Regions from separate parts of the Rattus norvegicus genome. Here region 1 is linked to region 2. Evidence: chromatin contacts called from public Hi-C data. All regions are on one chromosome and are shown on one strand. The core of a region is the stretch at or near the end of the contact, and the rest is flanking DNA. Distances in the headings are between cores, read along the strand shown. Region 1 has its middle 330 kb from the start of Dab2. Region 2 holds the start of Ptger4 (prostaglandin E receptor 4).

The links. Hi-C and Micro-C count contacts between places; a contact is called where the count stands out from the background.
Region 1: a contact with region 2 is called in a Hi-C map of psoas muscle, with 3 times the contacts expected there. The contact joins the enhancer-like site here to the promoter of Ptger4 in region 2. A contact is called at or near these places in 9 of 12 Hi-C or Micro-C datasets (the A7r5 cell line, the Rat2 cell line, Schwann cells and 6 more).

The regions. Positions count from the first base shown.
Region 1 is chr2:56,935,908-56,942,254 of GRCr8, reverse strand. No RefSeq gene overlaps it. Among named protein-coding and RNA genes, the nearest start is that of Dab2, 330 kb to the left of the region's middle. Within about 2 kb of position 2,909, at least 7 of the 93 cell types and tissues checked have an H3K27ac peak or open chromatin away from gene starts, as enhancers often do.
Region 2 is chr2:56,069,515-56,075,442 of GRCr8, reverse strand. It overlaps Ptger4 (prostaglandin E receptor 4), which reads left to right and starts at 1,921. Exons shown (of 2, transcript NM_032076.3): 1 at 1,921-2,796. The coding sequence starts at 1,921. It overlaps LOC120100730 (a long non-coding RNA gene), which reads right to left. Exons shown (of 2, transcript XR_005500711.2): 2 at 5,290-5,928.

The sequences.
Region 1 (6,347 bases), core at 1,660-4,159, 870 kb before region 2:
AAGCTCTTTCATAACCTTATGCTGTGGTAAAGGCAATTTTAAACTACTACCTGTCAAAAGTCAAGTGAATATTAAAAAGGAAGTATCAACACAGATATAGTCATGTTTTAAAACTCAGAGACACCACTCATCTCTGTCTCTAGCAAACTTAGACAATTGCCTTACAGGAATGCAGTATGGTGGCACTGTAACCCCAGACCTGAAGTTTACATTTTTTACTTTCCCTAAGCTTTGCTGAGGTATCATTGAGAACTATCAATTATACACATTTAACATATATCAAGGGATGTTGAAGTACACATGGAGCTAGAATGGCATCCCTACATTTGAGCTATTTAACATACTCATCAGATTTCTTATAATTTATAATAATTAAACCACTTAACGTAGCCTCACATCAAATTTGGGTATATAATAGTAGCAAGCACTGTTAGCCAGGTTGCACATTTGATTTTATATTGGAAGTCTGTAGTCTCCATTTCTTCTATTGTATAGCCTCCAGCAACAGTTGCCTAGCTTTTTTTCAAAGAGTTTATCTTTAGATTTTATATGTGAAATGATGTTGAATTAGTTTATGCATCTTGCTTATTTTACATAGCAAAATGTCTGTCTACTGGAGCACTCATTTGTAGCAAGATATTTTTAAGGATAGCCAGCGATCCACTGAATGTAGGCATGTGCATGTAATTATAGTTTCTTTATTTATAATACATTAATATTCTAAAATATTTGAATAAATCTATATGAATAATCAATATAAGACATTGACCATCATATTTGCACATATCTGTATATTTTTAGACTATGTATTCACCTTCTAGTGCACACAGGCATTTTCTATATTGGTAATTGCAAATAATGCTATGATACACATAGGCATGTTTTTGAGGTACGAATTCCAATTCCTGTGGGTATAGATACAGAAGTGGAATTGATGAATCAAATGGCATTTTTACTTTCAAGTTTTCTGAGGAACTTCCATATCTTTTTCATCGATGGCTATACCAGTCCCATCAACAGTGGACAAGAGGTCCCCTTCCACCATTCTTTTGTCAATATTAATTACAATTGGCTTTTAGATAACGGTCATTTTAAGAGGTGTAGAATAATAGCTTATCATAGACTTAATAGCTTATCATAGGTTTAACTTGTGCTTCCTTTCATTTTTATGTATATATGTGTATGTGGCATGTATGTGTACATCATGTTTGTATGTGTGGGAGTTCACATGCATACAGTTGTGCACCTTTGTATGTTTATGTGCATATTGAGACTCAGGGTGGGATCGGGAGTCTTCTTTGATTGATAGTCACCTTGTTCAGGCTTGAGTCAAGCTTTCATAGTTGAACATAGAGCTGCTATTATGAGCTTGGGGCTAACCTAGCTTGTAAATTTGCTTGGGGATTCCCCTGTACCTATCTCCCTTCTGAGATCTGAAATAACAAGCAAGAGACACGTGCCACCAGGTGCTCATGGGGATGCTTGACATACAGATTCTGGTGTCATTACACTTAGGAAACAAGTGTTTTCCTACTAAGCCAGTCTGCCGGCCATAACTTTTATTTTTTCCACATGGTGACTGAGGTTGAGAAATTCCTCATGCATTCTAGGGTTTCCGTGATCAGAAGAGCATGGAACTGGCACCAATAGAGTCATACAAAGCCAGGAGATGTGGTAACAAGTCCAGAGATGTATCCATAAGTACAGTCTGCTAATTCTCAACAAGGATGCCAGGAATACAAAACGAGAAAAGCTGTCAAAATAATGTTGCTCGTAACACTGAGGATTCATATACAAAACAATGAAACTGGACCATTAGCTCACATAATACACACAAGCCAACCAAAAAACGGATTGAACCAGAAACCACAAACCTTCTAGAAGAAAACACGGGGCAACTGCACAACTGATCTTGGCATGGTTTTACCAATATTATCCCCAAAGCCATAGGCAATGCAAAGTGGAACAACTAAGTAGGATTCCATTAGGCATACATTTCCAAGTCAGTATAATTTGACTTTTAATGTCAGTCATCCTAATACATTTAAAGGTGTAACTCATTTGGCTTTGATTTTCAGGGTTTTTTCTTTTAAATATGGATGTGTGTGTGGGAGGGGGTGTATAGGCTGAGTATGCCTTGAATTCAACTGGTAGACCTTGCAAAGAAATCCAATATGAAGGATGGAAATACGTTCAAGCCATTTGTCTGATAGGACATTAATATTTAAAAGACAATATCTAAATTGCAAATATCTAGGCAGTTCCATTGAACAGGCAAATACACGGCGAGATAATTTTGCAAGTGCGATATATGAATAAACAGTGGGGAGATGAAAATGTGTGTGACGTTAAAGCTCTGCTTGCCCATGCTTTGCCGTTTTACTGGCCAGAACAAAGCTTTGCTGATTTTGCCATTCAAAATATTCTTTATCAGCCTCAAAATTACCTTGCATATAGGACTCAGTGGCACATGTCCTACCATCTGGAGAAATTCCTACTCTGGTGACCACTGACGAAGTCGGAGCCCCACAAGGAAAGTGTTGAGAGACACACCATAGATGTTGCTAACTGGGGACCATTTAGGAAGTGAAAGGGCGCCGGGAATTAAGTAATACTTAAAATGATTTTTAGTTTTACTAGATGCTTTAATATCATTTTGTCAATGAAAGGAGAATATCTCTGTTTTTTTTGATGGGGTGATATATCGTCTATACAGCATTTGGTTTGCCTCTCCTTCTCCTCCTCCCTTTCCAGCCCTAAATGACTCATTGTTCAGCAGCGGCTAGAAAGTTGGCTGAGGCTGCTAAAAGATCATCGTGAACACTTGTGAGTTTTGAGGCCTGAGAAGACAGCCAGCTTGCATGACTAGGTTGGGTGACTTCTTCCTGTTTGCTGACGAGTGTTTGCATGTTTGGTAGAATGTGGTTTACGGGTGGCTCCCATTGTAACAAGCCTCCTGTTGGTATGAGGCACACAGTGTTCTTTCCAGGCTGGAAGCTTTCCCCACAAACCAAAACAAAACTGAAAACAAAACAACAAAAATCCTTCCTAGTTTCTAAAAGGCAAAATTGCGCTTCACGCTGGTCTGCCTGTGTAAGATTTTATCATTGACTGGCCATTGGAACGTTTTGTTCTCTGGATGTTCTTCTCACAATAATTCACTAAACATCAAAGAGCAGTGTCAGTGACCTCTTAATAATGAAATGCTTCCCCTCTGGCTTCGGACCATGTCTATGCAAAAGTAACTCATCCACAAAGATCTGTCTGGCATAAGGGCTTTGTTTGGATTTTAGTTATCTTTTCTCCTGGGTTATGAGGGTGCTTTAAGCACACTATGAATCTGATTCAAACACTCATTTTGTGGTGAAATTCAGTGTTTTACCCAGGATCAGTTGGTGTAGTCACTAAACAGGATCTTACCTGTGTATGTTGTCAGGATACTATAGCTCTCTGGCCATTCTTCTGAGTTCGCTCCTCTGCCCTGTGTGCAGCAGAGGGCAGTAGCAAACTGTGCATTTTTTTGAGGTTTCTTTCTCCAGAAACAGAAACCAAGTCAGTATAACAACAGTAATTTAAAATTATATTGAACATGCCCAAGGATGAATAATACTTTTTCTTTTGAACAAAGAATAATTTACTTTAACCACGCTCCCACATATACTTTTAAATTTCTGACCTCAGACTTAACACTTCAGTTCATGCAATTTATGATTTGAATATGATGTTGTTTTTACAAATAGACATCCACAAGTCAAATGTGGACAAGAAAAATATAATCATCTAAAGGAAATTTTGAGCATGTTGGTGATATATGTACACTTGGCCTTCTTCAAGGAAACATGTTCTCTCTTACCATCCTTTTAAGTAAATGAAATGTTTCTTATCAACATAGTAACATGAATAGAAAAATTTCCCCCTAGGCTTATATATCTAAACACTTAGTCCCCATTGCTGGGTTTTTAGGGGAGGCTATGGAAGTTTCAGGGCAAGAAACTCACTGTAGGAAGAACTTTACTAGGGAGGTCTTTGAGCATGGCTATCTCTGATCCACTTCTATACTGCTGTCTGGCTTTCTCTTTTCTGTTGCCCTCTAAGCTTCATGCTTTGGTTGAGCACTGTGGTGCCTTCTCTCCCATTACTAACTTTCTCTTCTGCATGAATAGGTCAAAATAAACTCTTTCTTGTATAAATTGCTTTTGGTCATTGTGTTTTATCATGGCAACAAAATCATAACATTTATGAAACTTAAAGATTATAAAATTATATGATAGAAATGCCTTCCCTATTTCTTAGTGTCTATTTTTACTTTCCTGAAGTTTGTTAGTTTCATTTTTTTGCTTTGTTGGTGTTGGGGAGATGGCATGCACTGGCTTTCTGAGTGCTGGTAATTGCAGAGACACATGGCTATATCTGGATATTTCAACTTTCTAGCATTTCTTTTAATTCAATACAAGGTATATTTTAACAGGGGCATTTAGTCTATTTGCATTGATTCCATAGTAAATTACCTGTCCAACATTAAATGCCTTCCTAAGAATCAGAGTTCTGTAGCAGTTTCCGTCTCAGTGAAAAGCATAGGCATCCATTCAATTCTGTCTCATGAATACCTAGCAAATCCATCCTACTTCTAAGATTTGCTAACCCTCCAACATGAATTCTTTCCCCTCCATTAATCTCGTTTAGATTCTACATGACTCTGTATTGTTTCTTGTCATGGATTTTTCTATTGAAAAGCAACTTTTATATCTCAAAAATGTAAATAATATTATGAAATCTTTATACATAAAACTTTGTATGCATTCTTATCACAATTTAGCCTACATATAAATTTACTTATTTACACAAACGTATACTTTTTACTTTGTATTCCAACCACTCTGAGGATAATATTCTCTGTCTCTTCTGTCCTTCCACTACCTTATTAACATTTAAAATACCAAGTTCAGTCCTCATTCAGGATCATTGTACATGCTTTCTCCCTGCTTTTAACATCTTTCAACCCAGTTTTTAAGATCTTAAGTTCTTTTAATAGGTAATGTCTCAGTTCCTGTATTTACACCCCATAAGGCTTTCTTCAATTATTCTGTATAAGTAAACTACACTCTACTTTAGCTCTCTCACTTAGTCACAGATGGCATCCAAGCTGTAGAAGATATTCCCAAAGATATCACAACACTAAAATGTTAAGGGAATATAGCAATTTTATTAACTTTCATGTATTTCATTGTGTCATTGTGTATGAAAAAGGATCATTTGTCAAGTCAAAAGACAAAAACTAATCTAATGTTTAAGATGCAACAGTCTTTAGCAGAAGAACTTTTTGTCTGTTAGGACATTTTGAATATAAGGATACCTGGGCATAGACAGTTAACACTGCGCCCGGAGCTGACCGCGTGCCACAGCTCGAGGTATCCAGATCCTGTGGGGAAAGAGCTGGATTCTCAGAAGTGTGGACAATTCTGAGAGCACAGGGGAGACCACCATTTCTGCGCACATTCCAGGCCCAAGAGGAACCCACCTGGAGACCTCTGGACACAGGAACAGAGGAACAATCTGGGACAGGATCCTGCCAGTTTCTGCCTGCACCCGGAGCTGACCCTGTGCCACATCTCTCTGTATACAAATCCTGCTGGGGGAAAGCCGATCTCCAGGAGTGCTGACAAACAGGCTTACAGGAGGGTCAAGCCATTGTCAGAGACAGCAAGACCAGCTAGTACCAGAGATAAGCAGATGATGAGAGGCAAGGGGAAGAACCTAAGCAGCAGAAACCAAGGCCACTTGGCATCATTAGAACCCAGTTCTCCCACCACCGCAATCCCTGAATACTCCAACACACCAGAAAAGCAAGATTTTGATTTAGAATCACAACTCACGATGATGTTAGAGGACTTTGAGAAGGACACAAATAACTCCCTTAAAGAAATACAGGACAACACAGGTAAACAAATAGAAGCCCTTAAAGAGGAAACACAAAAATCCCATAAATAATTATAGGAAAACACAACCAAACAGGTGAAGGAACTGAACAAATCAACCAGAATCTAAAAATGGAAATAGAAACAATAGAGAAATCACAAAGGGAGACAACCCTGGAGATAGAAAACCTAGGAAAGAGATCAGATGCAAGCTGAGGAATGGCGAATAGCTGAGAAGCAACTAAAAAAATGTTCAACATCCTTAGTCATCAGGGAAATGCAAATCAAAACAACTCTGAGGTTCCACCTCACACCGGTCAGAATGCCTAAGACAAAACTCAGGTGACAGCACATGCTGTCGAGGAAGTGGAGAAAGAGGAACACTCCTCCATTGTTGGTGGGATTGCAAGCTGGTACAACCATTCTGGAAAT
Region 2 (5,928 bases), core at 672-3,171:
AAACCCCTTCTCATCCTGCAGGTGAAGGCAGCCAGCAGAAACCTAACCAAGAAAGCGGAAGGTGTTGCCAGCTTGTTTCAGCTCAGAAGCCCTCCTGAGGAAGAATGCTGTCTACAGTTAAACAGTCCCCTCAACTAAATCTCAGGTGTAGCTGAGGGCCACGAGTCTCCAAAAGAAAGCCCTAAAACTGCCACCTAAGCGAGAAGTTGCAGTTCCGTGTCGCTCGCCTTTCTCCCCGCCCCCGCTTTGGTGCCCTATTGAACGCAGCTAGGGCACTGCCAAGTAACTCCTTTTATGGTGAGAGGATGGATTCTTCGTCTTCTCCCCGCCCAAGCCTGGTACCTACTCACCCGTCCACCCATGCCTCTGCCAAGTCCCACCCGGAGCGCTCGGGCGTACACACCCATGGACAACCACACACCCACTTCTCCTCTCCGCTCTGTGACTCCCGGGTAGAGCCCTAAAGCAATCGTCCCGACATCCCAAGACCCATCTGCGGGTGGAAGGTGCGAGAATAAACCCACTCCACCCAGCAGAACAACGTAGATCAGACACCGGTCCCAGCATCATTCAACTAAATGCCCAGCACGGAGTGACAAAGCTCGAGCTGGGGTTTCCTGGGGAATCGGTCCGCAGGATCTCCGTACCTCCGAGGGAGGGAAGGCAACTGAAGCTGCACCCACAGCCCAGTGGCACCCATGCAGGTCCCTCCAGCCCTCTCCAGCCTCTCCGCCCCGCCCTCCATCACCCGGCTCCCGGGCGGTGCTAGAGGAAGTCTCGCTCCGCCCCCTTTCCATGTCAGCCAATGGAAGCCCGGGCCGCGCGCTGACTGTCTCCGCCCCCTCCAGGGAAACTTGCGGGTGGAGAAAAGTTTGTTCAGAGGCTGGAAACGCGGAGAGCGAAGCTCGAAACCCGGCAGCGGGAGAGGAAGATGAACAGCTCCAGGTCAGAGCCCCAGGCCCAGTGGACCCCGTGCCGCCCCCAGAGCACAAGGAGCGGCCTCAGCGGTAGCCGCCGCCTCCGGTAGCTGTCCGTTCTGCCCGCGGCTGGGGAGGAGGGAGCCGGGACCTACGCTCCGTTCCACCTGCACGCGTGGCGACACACCTGGACGCTGACCTCCCGCGCTAGACCTGCGGGCTCTGCAAAGCAGAGACTGGTCTTTGAAAGAAGAAGGGGTTAGTAAATCAAACAGGAAACCCCAGACCGGTCTTCACTGACCCATCCCCGCTAGCCTCTCTTGCTTTCCAAGCTTTTTTGAAAGCGAGATACTCTGACCTCAGTTCCGGAAAGTTGGCAGCCTTCGATCCCCGGTTCCGAGAGCGGCAAAGGCTTGACAAGTTCCGCACTGAGTGAGAAGAGACTGATGGCTGAGGTTGGTGGTAGGTCCAGAACGACTGAGGCCTGAACCGTGGGGCGCACCCCACCCTACAGGTAAGTCTGGATGGAGGTCTTTGCGTGGTCAGGCGCTCTTCCGGGAAGCCAAAGAACAGAATGTCCCATAATGTCCCCAAATGTCCGTAACTTGTTTCGATGAGAATTTTATCCACTCTGTGGGGAATATCACTAGAGAGTCACTTTTCCCTTGAGAAGGGTCTTGCTCATCTTGACGAGGGAAATGATCTGAGTATGGGGGTGGGGGTGGGAAAGGCAGTTACCAGCTTATAAATATTAATGTCAGCAGAGTGGTGCTCTTGACAGAACGGATCCAGAGCTTAAGGATTTAAGTAGCTACAGTTAAGTGAGTAGCTACGGATGAGGAAGTCGGATCTGGTTGCTCTCCTTGTCCGCGACACAGCATTTTTGGCCAAGAGGTCGAACACCTTGCAAGTTGTAAATGGCTCATCGTTCCTTCTCCTCTCTCTAGATACCATCCCTAGATCGAACCGTGAGCTCCAAAGCTGTGTACTACTGACCACCATCATGTCCATCCCCGGAGTCAACGCGTCCTTCTCCTCCACTCCGGAGAGGTTGAACAGCCCAGTGACCATTCCCGCAGTGATGTTTATCTTCGGGGTGGTGGGCAACCTGGTGGCCATCGTAGTATTGTGCAAGTCGCGCAAGGAGCAGAAGGAGACTACCTTTTACACTCTGGTATGTGGGCTGGCTGTCACTGACCTACTGGGCACATTGTTGGTAAGCCCAGTGACCATCGCCACATACATGAAGGGCCAGTGGCCCGGAGACCAGGCATTGTGTGACTACAGCACCTTCATCCTACTTTTCTTCGGCCTGTCGGGTCTCAGCATCATCTGTGCCATGAGCATTGAGCGCTACCTGGCCATCAACCACGCCTACTTCTACAGCCACTACGTGGACAAGCGGCTGGCCGGTCTCACGCTCTTCGCCGTCTATGCATCTAACGTGCTCTTCTGCGCACTGCCCAACATGGGCCTGGGTAGGTCCGAGCGGCAGTACCCGGGGACCTGGTGCTTCATCGACTGGACCACCAACGTAACGGCCTACGCCGCCTTCTCTTACATGTACGCGGGCTTCAGTTCCTTCCTCATCCTCGCCACCGTGCTCTGCAATGTGCTGGTGTGCGGCGCGCTGCTCCGCATGCACCGCCAGTTCATGCGCCGCACCTCGCTGGGCACGGAGCAGCACCACGCGGCCGCTGCAGCAGCGGTGGCTTCGGTGGCCTGTCGGGGTCACGCGGCCGCCTCCCCAGCCCTGCAGCGCCTCAGTGACTTTCGCCGCCGCAGGAGCTTCCGGCGCATCGCGGGTGCAGAGATCCAGATGGTCATCTTACTCATCGCCACCTCTCTGGTGGTGCTCATCTGCTCCATTCCGCTCGTGGTAAGTGTTTGGGGCTGGGGCCCACTGGGCCTTTCTCCCGCGTCCATCCGCCTTCCTGCTCCCCTCCGTTGCCCTGAATCCTTGGGGATTCAGTTTTCTCCAGTTCTGGGCTGAAAACAACCACTTCAAGGCTTCTCAGAGCAGACCCAGGTTTTTCCTTCTAAGCCCTGACCTTTAAGAGACTCAGCAGGTGATTTCCCCTTAGGTCCCCCGAATTTATTCCCCCCCCCCCGAAAGCATGAGTTCTGAGGTCCCCTGGACAACCCCCCTCCCCAGGTTCCCCGATTGACCCATGTTTTTCTTTGTATCTTCCCTGAACCTTCAGGCAGGATCAGCTAGATGGGGGGTGGGGACAACACACTAGCGTTACTTACTCTAGCGCTCCACTCTGTGGCCCAGAGTCAGCAAACTAAGGGAGATAAAACTGTTGAATTCATTTCTGTAGGAGAGTGCGGGTTCAAGCGTTTTGATTTCTGCAACCCTTTTACTTTTTCCTAGATTATGCAGCATTTTAAAGTTAGAATAGACGAGATGCTTTTCCGTTTAAAAAGCCTAAGGACTCACTTCACAGAAGAGTCCTTAGAATAATCTTGTAGACACATTCATGCTGCTCCCTGCCCCCACCCAGCCCCCGCCTCCCTTAACCCCTCCACCACCTACCCACCCAAAACCTTGAACAGACTCTTGAACTGGGTATGGTCCAAATTCAAGTTCCTTATTCTTTTTGCTAGCTAAGAAAGCATGACAGACTAGTTAGTGTGCATTCTCAATGACCAGGAGCGGTGCAGTTTCTCCCTTTTGGAACTCCAGTCCCCACCACTGTAGTATTAGTGTCTTGCTGGAACACTTCTAATTTGGACCTTTGTGGAGCATCTGTTGGTGTCTTGGTGCGCTTCATCTCTGAGGAACACACTCTTTAACGCTGCCTTCAGTAATGTCTTAAATATTATAAGCAGAGAGGAGCAAAAAGTAAAAGTTCTCTGCTTTTACATGTTACTGACAGAACGCACCAGAAACAAATCAGTGGTCAAGCATTATTCTTCATCTAGAATTTATCTTGTTCTGAGCTCTATCTCTCAAAAGACTACATTACTAGAAATTCTAAACCACCTATTCAAAAAGAGATTGTTGTCTATGTCCGGGGCTGGGGGGGGGGGGGGAGTAGCAATAGACGTAAGGGCTCCTGTTCTTTACTTTCTCTTATTAAAACTACCAGGTATCTTTGATATAGAAATATTTTTATCTCTTACAAAGGTGACTGTAAATGGAAGAAAACTTAGTGGCGACTGAGAGCCAGCATACAGTAGCTTCTTGCCAATGTGTATAAACAGACGTAAATAGGACTGGTCAGAAGAGCCTCGAGGCTATCTCAGAAACTAATGTAATTTACAGAGTTAAGTTACACTCAAAATACATAAATATATTTTACTGTCTGTAATGGCAGCTCAGAATAAAGGGAGATCTGGAAAGGAAGAGCTGGGGCCTCTAGTCTCTACCTTCTATTTTATGGGACAGTAAAGGACAAAGTAAGTAGCTGTGATTTACAGGAGGTCCACTTCACAGAACGGAGGACTCGGAGCTAGGCCATTAGTAACCGTGCACAGACTCTCCAAATGTTTTGGTTAGAAATGAGCATGTGACGCTACAATTCACATGAAGCTACCAATAAAGTATCCCCCTGTGTCATCTGGGGAGGCGTACAAAACCAATTCTATGGGCTAGCCTGTCCCTCGGGTTCAGGGACATTTATGACAAAGCCTGAGTGTGTGAGGACCCAGAGCTGTATCTACAGCTGCCGTGTCGATCACATTTTAACTAAAAAATGCTGTCGAAAGTCAGTGCTGGATAGAGGATATTAAGTAACAATCTCTGAGCGCAGAAACTGACTCAGCTAAGGGGGGATCCTGCTGGTCAGAACCCTGCTTGCTTTCCTGAGAAATAAGTAATCAAATAAATAAGAGTAGCTTCTGATTGCTGACCTTGAGTTTGGGCTAGGCAAATCTACTCTTTCAGAGACAGTTTAAGTAAAAACAGTTTGTGACAAGTACTGAGGAGCTATGGAGCCCATGTGGTCACCTGCAATGCAATGCTTACTGAAAGGATCGAAAGAAACTGTCACAGTTAACAGTCTTTCTTGGCTGTTTTTACAGCCCCGCCCCCATATTCTGGGAATGCGCGAGATTGAAGCTTTGCAAACTATCTGTCAGTTAGAGCAGTTGGGCGCACATGTTTTCAGTTCAGAGGGAACTGGTGAAATGTCTGCTTTGACATTATAGAATGAGACCGAGCGCTCATCCCACCGGTAGGAAATGAAAGCCTCCAGGTCACTTCCAATGCTTTAGGATGGCCACCCGGCAGAGCAAATACAGCTGACTTGGACTCAGAGAGCCACATCCAATGTATGTACCAACAGGCTGCCACTGCAAAGCAGTGTGTGTCTTCTGGAGGTGTGGGAAGAAGAGGCTAGATGAGGTCTTACAGAACAGTCGATACTTTAGTATGGAAAGTGAATTTTAATTTGTTATGCAAAGTAGAGCTGAGCTTGAAAACTAGAGCTGAGAGAGACTAATGAAAGTGTCAGATCTGCAAAATTCTCCAAGTGGGTCCTAACCAATGAATAGAGAAAGTGGAAGCATACACTGTAGCCCAGGCAGCGTTTGGTAGGAACATGGTTCTTGTCGCCATGTCCTTTCTGCTATTAATAACCAGTCTCAGGGTTGGGTGGCTATTGTTGCTGAATGCAGGAGATGGTGAAGAAATGAAAGACAAGAAATTAAAGCATGCTTAATATAATATCTTGCATCCTTTAGAAACATGAAATCAACAAACTCCTAAGGTCATCATGTTAAGTACTGTAGCTAGATCAATTTCTGGTACTTAATGTTGCGGTTATAATGCTAATGTTGAGACAACAGTCATAATCAGACCTTTTGCCTCGGGGCTAAAGAGCCAGACTGTCAGATTTGGAAAGGCATTTTCCCCCTACACGCAGGAAGCCAGGGACATATTTATTGCTTATTTGTTTTTTCTTTTATTTTTTCTTCTTGCTTGGAGCAAGCAGTAGTACGGCAAGTTAATTAATCTTCTGCCTCAGTCAGGTGAATTTTCCATCCTTAGGGAAATAGTTCCCTG